Regions from separate parts of the Mus musculus genome. Here region 2 is linked to region 1. A link is a contact called in public promoter capture Hi-C data. All regions are on one chromosome and are shown on one strand. Each heading gives the region's core, a stretch centred on a gene start, on an enhancer-like site or on the middle of the called end of the contact. The rest is flanking DNA. Distances are from core to core; before and after follow the strand shown.

Region 1 (3,533 bases), core at 201-2,700:
GTAAAAACCATGCAAAGTAAATGAGCCCTGTATGACCTTAGGCAAGGCATTACCAGAAGCCACCACAATTCTTTTAGTCATCTTACCTTGGACACATAGTAGCGATTGACTCCAGAGATACGTCTATCGCGTTCCATCAGATACCACTGGTACTGAACACGAGCAACTCGTTTTTCCTTTAAATAAAGGACAAGGCAGTTTATAAATATAAGTGACCCAGTAAAAAGATATACCCCACAATTTTTCTTAAATGACATACTAGAGGCTGAAGAGATAGCTCAGAGGGGAAGGGTACCTGCCTGCTATTCTTGGGTGCTCAACTGGCTTCCCAGCACCAAGTTGGTTGGATTTTATTTGGGGGGGGGAGGGGTCATAACTGCAAGTCCAGGAGAGATTCAATACCCTCTTCTACTCTTCATGGGTGCACACAGACAGCAGCAGACACATACATAGATAGTAAATCTTGACAAAGTTAAAACAAAAGCTAAATGACTAATACAAAGCCAAAATCTCCTAAATGAAACCAGACCATGATGGCAACTGACTTCTCAGCCTTCTCCCTTTTTGAGTTGGGGGAGGGGACCAACACCACTGATTTTTTTCCTTTATCCTCCTCCCCCTCTCAACTACTTCTTTTTTTTTTTTTTTTTTTTTGAGACGGGGCTTCACTGTAGTAGTACCAGCTTTCCTGGACTTGACTGCTCTTTGCTCCTGCAGTGGACTGGATTCGTGGCACCCACTTCTGCTGCCTCCTAGCCTCCTTTAACTACTAGTTCCAAGAGACCCGGGGACCTCTCTTGATCTCCGCGGGCTCCTGCACTCAAAGGCACAAATACATCCACCAAAATCAATTAAACAGTGTCCGCAAGGAGATGAACGATGGGAAGGAGCGGGGACATGACTAACACCTTTCTCCCTCTGCCTAGGAACCAGGGCCCAACTCTTGTCATCTACCTTGCTAACTGCCGAATAGATTTTGCCTTTTGGGCCACTCCTCCTCAGCCCTCAAACTGGCTATGTTTTACTAAAGTTAAAAGGTGGAATCCCAAGTCTCCGCGTTCAGGCAACATTAAGAGGAGGATCCCCCTTAGATGGCTTCTTCTTCACAGAGCGAAGGCGCATCCAAACGGCCACCGTCCCCCACCATAAATGGCCCCCGTCCCCCACCGTCCCCCACCCGCGGCCGAGTCGGCCGCCTTACCTTGCCCCCGTTGGTGAATTTGTGGATGTACGCAGTGGACACCCCGGGGATGACCAAGCACACCCCCATAATGGCGAGGCCAGGGAGAATCTCGAACCACATCTCCGCACCGTTACTCGCACGCCAACCCGTCACCGGCTCCTCAGAGGTGACCCGGCTTTACCTCTCTTCCGGCAGCACGCGGGAGGGGCGGTGCCCCGTACGGCTCCGGAGGAGGAAGCGACGGTGGCTGTGGGGGCCCAAAAGTGACTGGCGTTCGCGGTCCAGCAAGCGTTCCCGGACAGGATTCTTTCTGTCGTCCTACTCCTCCTATCTGATCCGCTGCATCAGAGACCACCACGGAGTGTGACGACGCGAAGCGGTCCCGGACGTCGCGGCAGTTTCAGAACTTGGGGATCTCTAAATGGCGGAGCAACTTTCTCCCGGGAATTCTACCCGTCAGGTGTGCACGTTCCTCTTCAAAAAGCCTGGGCGGAAAGGAGCGGCGGGCCGCCGAAAGCGCCGGCTCTGTGATGCAGGCTCCGGGGACAGCTGCAGCAGCAGTGATGAAGGCAGCTCTGTGGTCCGCCCGGAGAAGAAGCAAGCGACCCACAATCCGATGATCCAGAAGACGCGTGGCAGCGCTAAACAGAAGGCAACCTATGGCGGCTTGAGTAGCGAGGACGAGAATGAACCGGAGGGTCTCGGCGTCGTCTACAAGTCTACCCGTTCGGCAAAACCCGTGGGGCCCGAGGATATGGGGGCGACCGCCGTCTACGAACTGGACACTGAGAAGGATCGAGATGCACAGTCCATCTTTGAGCGGAGCCAGAAGATCCAGGAGGAGCTGAGGGGCAAGGAAGATGACAAGATCTATCGGGGAATCAATAATTATCAGAAGTACGTGAAGCCCAAGGATACATCCATGGGCAATGCTTCCTCCGGGATGGTGAGGAAAGGCCCTATCCGAGCTCCTGAGCATCTACGTGCCACCGTGCGCTGGGATTACCAGCCCGATATCTGTAAGGACTACAAGGAGACTGGTTTCTGCGGCTTCGGGGACAGCTGCAAATTCCTCCATGATCGTTCAGATTACAAGCACGGGTGGCAGATCGAACGTGAGCTTGATGAGGGTCGCTATGGTGTCTATGAGGACGAAAACTACGAAGTGGGAAGCGATGATGAGGAAATACCATTCAAGTGTTTCATCTGTCGCCAGACCTTCCAAAATCCAGTTGTCACCAAGTGTAGGCATTATTTCTGCGAGCGCTGTGCATTGCAGCATTTCCGTACCACCTCACGCTGCTATGTCTGTGACCAGCAGACCAATGGCGTCTTTAATCCAGCCAAAGAACTGATTGCTAAACTGGGAAAGCATCGAGCTGAAGCAGAGGGTGGTGTTTCTGATTCTCTAGAAGACATAGAGGAGAGTCCAGTTTCCATTATTTAGACTTTCCATAATTCTCAGTCTCAAAATAAATGTTTTGTTGTTTCTTAAAATCTTTTCTTTCTTTCTTTCTAAAGGGAAGTGGCAGAGAAGGTAGGCGATGGAGTAGGGCTCCAGAGGAAAAGCTTCAAGATAGGTATTATCTGGAATTCTAGACCTGAAATAACTTCCATGACTATAGCATAGGTCATGTGGATGGGAGAAGTTCATGAACAATGCTAGGATTTACGTAAGGGAACCCAAGTCGGGATGACATCAAGAACTGATTCTATTATATCACATTTGAATAGTTTAGAAATTACTCTGATGCTTTATCTGTTGGTACAAGTGCTGTTTTCAAATGCACATTTGGAGGGCTTGAGTTGGTCCTCGATCTCTTTGAGGGTGTTTCTTGCAGTCTTTGGGAAATTGTCCATGCTCTCTTTGAAGCACCTATAGGTAACCCCCGTTTCCACTGACGATGGAAATGCTCTCTGTCGAGCTGTCCAGTATGCTAGATTCTATTCTCATGTGGCTGTCAGGTACCTGAAATGTGCAGATGGCCACTGAATTGGATGTTGTACTGAACTTGGAGATAGCGAAAAGCCTAATGCTTTATAATCTATAATCTGAAACTATCCCTGTCCTCATAGACTCCAATGGGACTAATCACACCTTGTTAAAATTAGTGTACCTGTATTCACAATTGTTTGGGATCTAGCTTAGTGCTTGGTATATGATAAGAAACTGATAAGAGGCAAACGTTTTAAGATGGGGAATTTAGACCAAATCCCACACTGAAGGAATCTCTAGGTAACGGGGGGATGAAAATGACAAATACATTTGGTTAACATTCCTGAGAGGCAGGGAGGACAGGCCAGAAGACCAGTCAATATTTTAATGGTAAAACTCAGACTGGGTTGATGT
Region 2 (3,682 bases), core at 19-2,518, 1.1 Mb after region 1:
AATTCGTTTGTAGCTACCGAAAAGCACCCTCGAGGGGCCTCCAAGTTGGTGCAAGACGGTAGCGGACCTCTAGATTTTAGGAAGGTGTTGAAAGGTGCCCCTCCCCCTTCATTCCGCTGAAGAGGAAAGCGCGACTTCAGAAGATGCGCGGGCTTGCGCTGGATCCTATTTTTCTAGTGCTCTCACCACCACCACCCCCCACCTCTCTCTCTCTCTCTCTCTCTCTCTCTCTCTCTCTCTCTCTCTCTCTCTCTCTCTCTCTCTCTCTCTCTCTCTCTCTCTGCGTTTGGAGTAGAATAGAAATCAAATTCAAGGACTGATCATTCTGCTACGTATGTCCAGGCTGTGCTGTCTTGAGTGATTCCCCAGGATTTCCCGTCCTGCCAGCATACCCTTTCTTCTACCCCCATTCCCTTGAGTAGCACCCCACCACCACCACCCCACCCCACACACCGGGTCTGCGAAGTGTAAATCAGCTCCCGGACCACTGCAGGTCTGAATTTCAAGATATCACCTAGAGTGAGTGAGTGTGTGTGTGTGTGTGTGTGTGTGTGTGTGTGTGTGTGTGTGTGAGTGTTGGGGGGGGGTAAGATCCTGCTTCTTCTAATTATCATTAGTCGTGATCTTAGAAGTGATGTGGACTTTGCAAAGAAGGAGCGTCGAATCGAAAGCAAAGGCACAGGTTTGGAGGAAGTGTTTTGATGCCCAGACAGCTGAGATTTACCACAGCTGCAAGTCTGTACACACACACACACACACACACACACACACACACACACACACACTCACATGCACTCCGGGCTAGGTAAGGCTACTCCAACCCTAGCTTGGCGCTCCAATCTCAAGCGCGTCACACTTGTCACAGCTGGGCCGCTCCCTTGGGGCTCTGGTCCACCTTCCAGATACTCGAGTTTGTGGACCCCCATCCCGGTTGCCCTCTCTCTGGCTGGCACTGGGGCAGGCAGGAGCTGGCTGTCCTGGGGACAACGCACTTACCCCCTTACTGCTGCCTCCCAGAGGACAGGACTTACCCATGGAATCGGGAAGGGACATGTCGCTGGACCGCTGCTGAGTCAGGGACTGATGCATGGTGAAAGCTGTCCAGTTGCCCCTGTCCCCGAAGCTGCTTCAAGAGCCCCTGGCTCAGGGCGCCCCGCAGAGCATCCTACTCTGCCGCTGCCTCTCTCGGTCTTCCCTAGCGCTGAGAGGGACTGACTGCCTCGGGTTGAGAGCTGCAGCCCAAGTGCCGCCTCCCCCTCCCTCCCCCTCTTCTCCCTCCCTCCTCTTCTGCCTCCCTCTGCTCCGGGAGGCAGCAGCATTGGCGTCCATGCAGCAGCGTGCGCTTGCGCAAGACCCCCCCTTTCTTCCTCCCCCCTCGGCCTCCCCATCCTAGTTATCCACCTCCCAGCCTGCCAGACAGGGAGACCGTTTCGCCCCTTGGGGCCAAAGCTGCGCAGAGAGAAAAAGGAGGCTTCAGCCTGAGGCCAAGGGGCCTTCTCCCAGTTTGAACAGAAGGTCTTGGGCGATCATCTTTTCTTTTACAAGATTCATAATTGGGGAGGGGGACAGAGTTAGAGGTTCGGAGCTGGAGAATGCACACAGTGACACAGACAGACAGGCACACACACACACACACACACACACACACACACACACACACACTTGTTCAGGTCTGATCTTACAGCTTCCAGAATAACATAATGGAGCTGGAGACAGTCCAGAAAAGGGCCACTCTATAATCAAAAGGATGGTAGTGGTTGGAGGGGGGGCAGAATGCCTTATGAAGATAGATTAAACAAATGCGCACTCTTTAGTCTAGAACGATGAAGGCTGAGAAGGGATGTGACCGGAGTGTATAAAATTATACAGTTAGAGACAGAGAACACAGCCTTATTCATCACAACTGATAATTTGAAAAGCAACAACCCCCCCCAAGAGTTATAAGGAGGTTCAGCTAAAGAAAACATGACACTCTATCAGTACCCCAGTTTGTATTTTTGTTCCAGGAGATTTTATATCAAGATAGGCTTTTTTAGACCATAGCAGCCGTGTAAGGGAGAAAAAGGAATGATCCATAGACCCATTTTGCAGATGAAGAAACTGAGTATCAGTTGAAACTCTCCATGCCTTTGCAGCTACTAAATTACAGAGGTGAGATGCAAACCTGGATATCAAATGCTCTTGCTAAGGAGGCAGGCTCTGTGGCCCTGCTTGCACAACTCCTAATTTAGGTTGTGAAGGCCTAGCCTTTAAGGGCTGAGACATCTCTCCAGCCCTGCTTCCACAACTCAATCCAAGCTAAGTGTAAAATTGTCCAGACAGGCTAGGGGGAGGGGGTCAATATACAAAGCATCTGTTTGGCAAGCCCGAGGTCTGAGTCCCATGCCCCTGCACCCAAGTGAAAAATCAGGTGCAACAGCACTTATTTGTAATCCCAGCCTTGGGGAGGCAAACACAGGAGGATTCCCCAGGGGTGCTGGCCAGTTCCAGGTCCAATGCGGAGATGCTGTCTCACAAAATAAGGTGGAGAGAGTGGTTAAGGACCACCCCTGACATCTACCTCTCATCTCGACAAACACACATGTTCATACATGTGCGCACCCGGGAGCGGCGCGCGCGCGCGCACACACACACACACACCCCTCCTGACTTGACCGTGAACCAACCGGGTGAAGGAAAGTACTGTGTTCCTCCCAGATCTGCCTTGCTAATCTGCTGCGAAACATTGTTTCCTTACCCAGGAAATGTAACCAAAGACCCTTGCCCTTTTCCACCTTCCAAAGGAAGAAAAGATTCTTCCTGAAGGTTAAAAGGAAGGCTTTTGTAAAGAACTTGGATACCCCAGGGGCCAGGTTGAATGCTTTGTCACGTATTATTAGCAGTTCTACACTACAGATGTGGTCTAAAGATCTGTGGCACATGTCCTAGATAGAGGCAAGATGGCCACTCTTGTAAAGATGTGTGTCTTAATCAAGCTTGGCGTGTAGGTCGTTCTTCAGGAGCTGCACAAAGGCCCAAGGAAAACTTGGATTTTTGCTGTTGCAAAGATAGTCTTTCGGTCCTGTTTGTTTAGCCCTTCTTTCTACCACTTTGAATATCTCATACTTAATGTGAAGAACCCCTGTGAACAGTACTGATGTCTCAGGGGTGCTTTGTCGTTAGCTTATTTTCGCTTCTGCGAGAGTAGCCTTGAAGAGAAGAAGTATTTATACAGGCTAGAGAAAAATGTTTACCACCATCCTCTTCAGCGATACGTGGCTCTCCTATAGCAACCATACAGCGAGAGAGCCCCAAAATGCCAAATACAAACTTGTTTACCGGAGCATGCTGCTTTAAGTGGATTCAACTAAGCTTTTTTCAGTTTAGAAAGAAATGCACTACCCATCCAGTGAAGCAGAGAGCATATGGTATTGGACCTTTATGAAAAGAACCACAAACCAGTGAGGACTCCTTAATGAAGGAAGGGAAAAGCCTTGCCTTCTGCAGTATCTGTGGCAATTGAACATCATTTCTAAAAGAGCTAGGGGAGTTAGCTGTTTAAAAGAGTGGTGTGCTGTATGTGTCTTTTGTGCTGTATCTTGTAGGGGGGTGGGGACTTTTGGGACTTGGAATGCAGCAAACACTTAAGTTAAAAATGACTTTGAGATGAGCAGCATAGACAGCCCCAGTGGCTGTGGCGAGG

Evidence for each region. Promoter capture Hi-C pulls out the DNA fragments that hold promoters and counts their contacts.
Region 2: a promoter capture Hi-C map of liver shows a contact between it and region 1, with 2.7 times the contacts expected there. The contact joins the promoter of Tmem255a here to the promoter of Ndufa1 in region 1. A contact is called at or near these places in 2 of 39 promoter capture datasets (hippocampal neurons and liver).

The regions. Positions count from the first base shown.
Region 1 is chrX:37,189,788-37,193,320 of GRCm38.p6, forward strand. Ndufa1 (NADH:ubiquinone oxidoreductase subunit A1) reads right to left here and starts at 1,451. Exons shown (of 3, transcript NM_019443.2): 1 at 1,202-1,451; 2 at 87-176. The coding sequence starts at 1,303. Rnf113a1 (ring finger protein 113A1) reads left to right here and starts at 1,435. Exons shown (of 1, transcript NM_153503.2): 1 at 1,435-2,680. The coding sequence starts at 1,605. The coding sequence ends at 2,630.
Region 2 is chrX:38,251,213-38,254,894 of GRCm38.p6, forward strand. Tmem255a (transmembrane protein 255A) reads right to left here and starts at 1,269. Exons shown (of 10, transcript NM_172930.4): 1 at 1,032-1,269. The coding sequence starts at 1,089.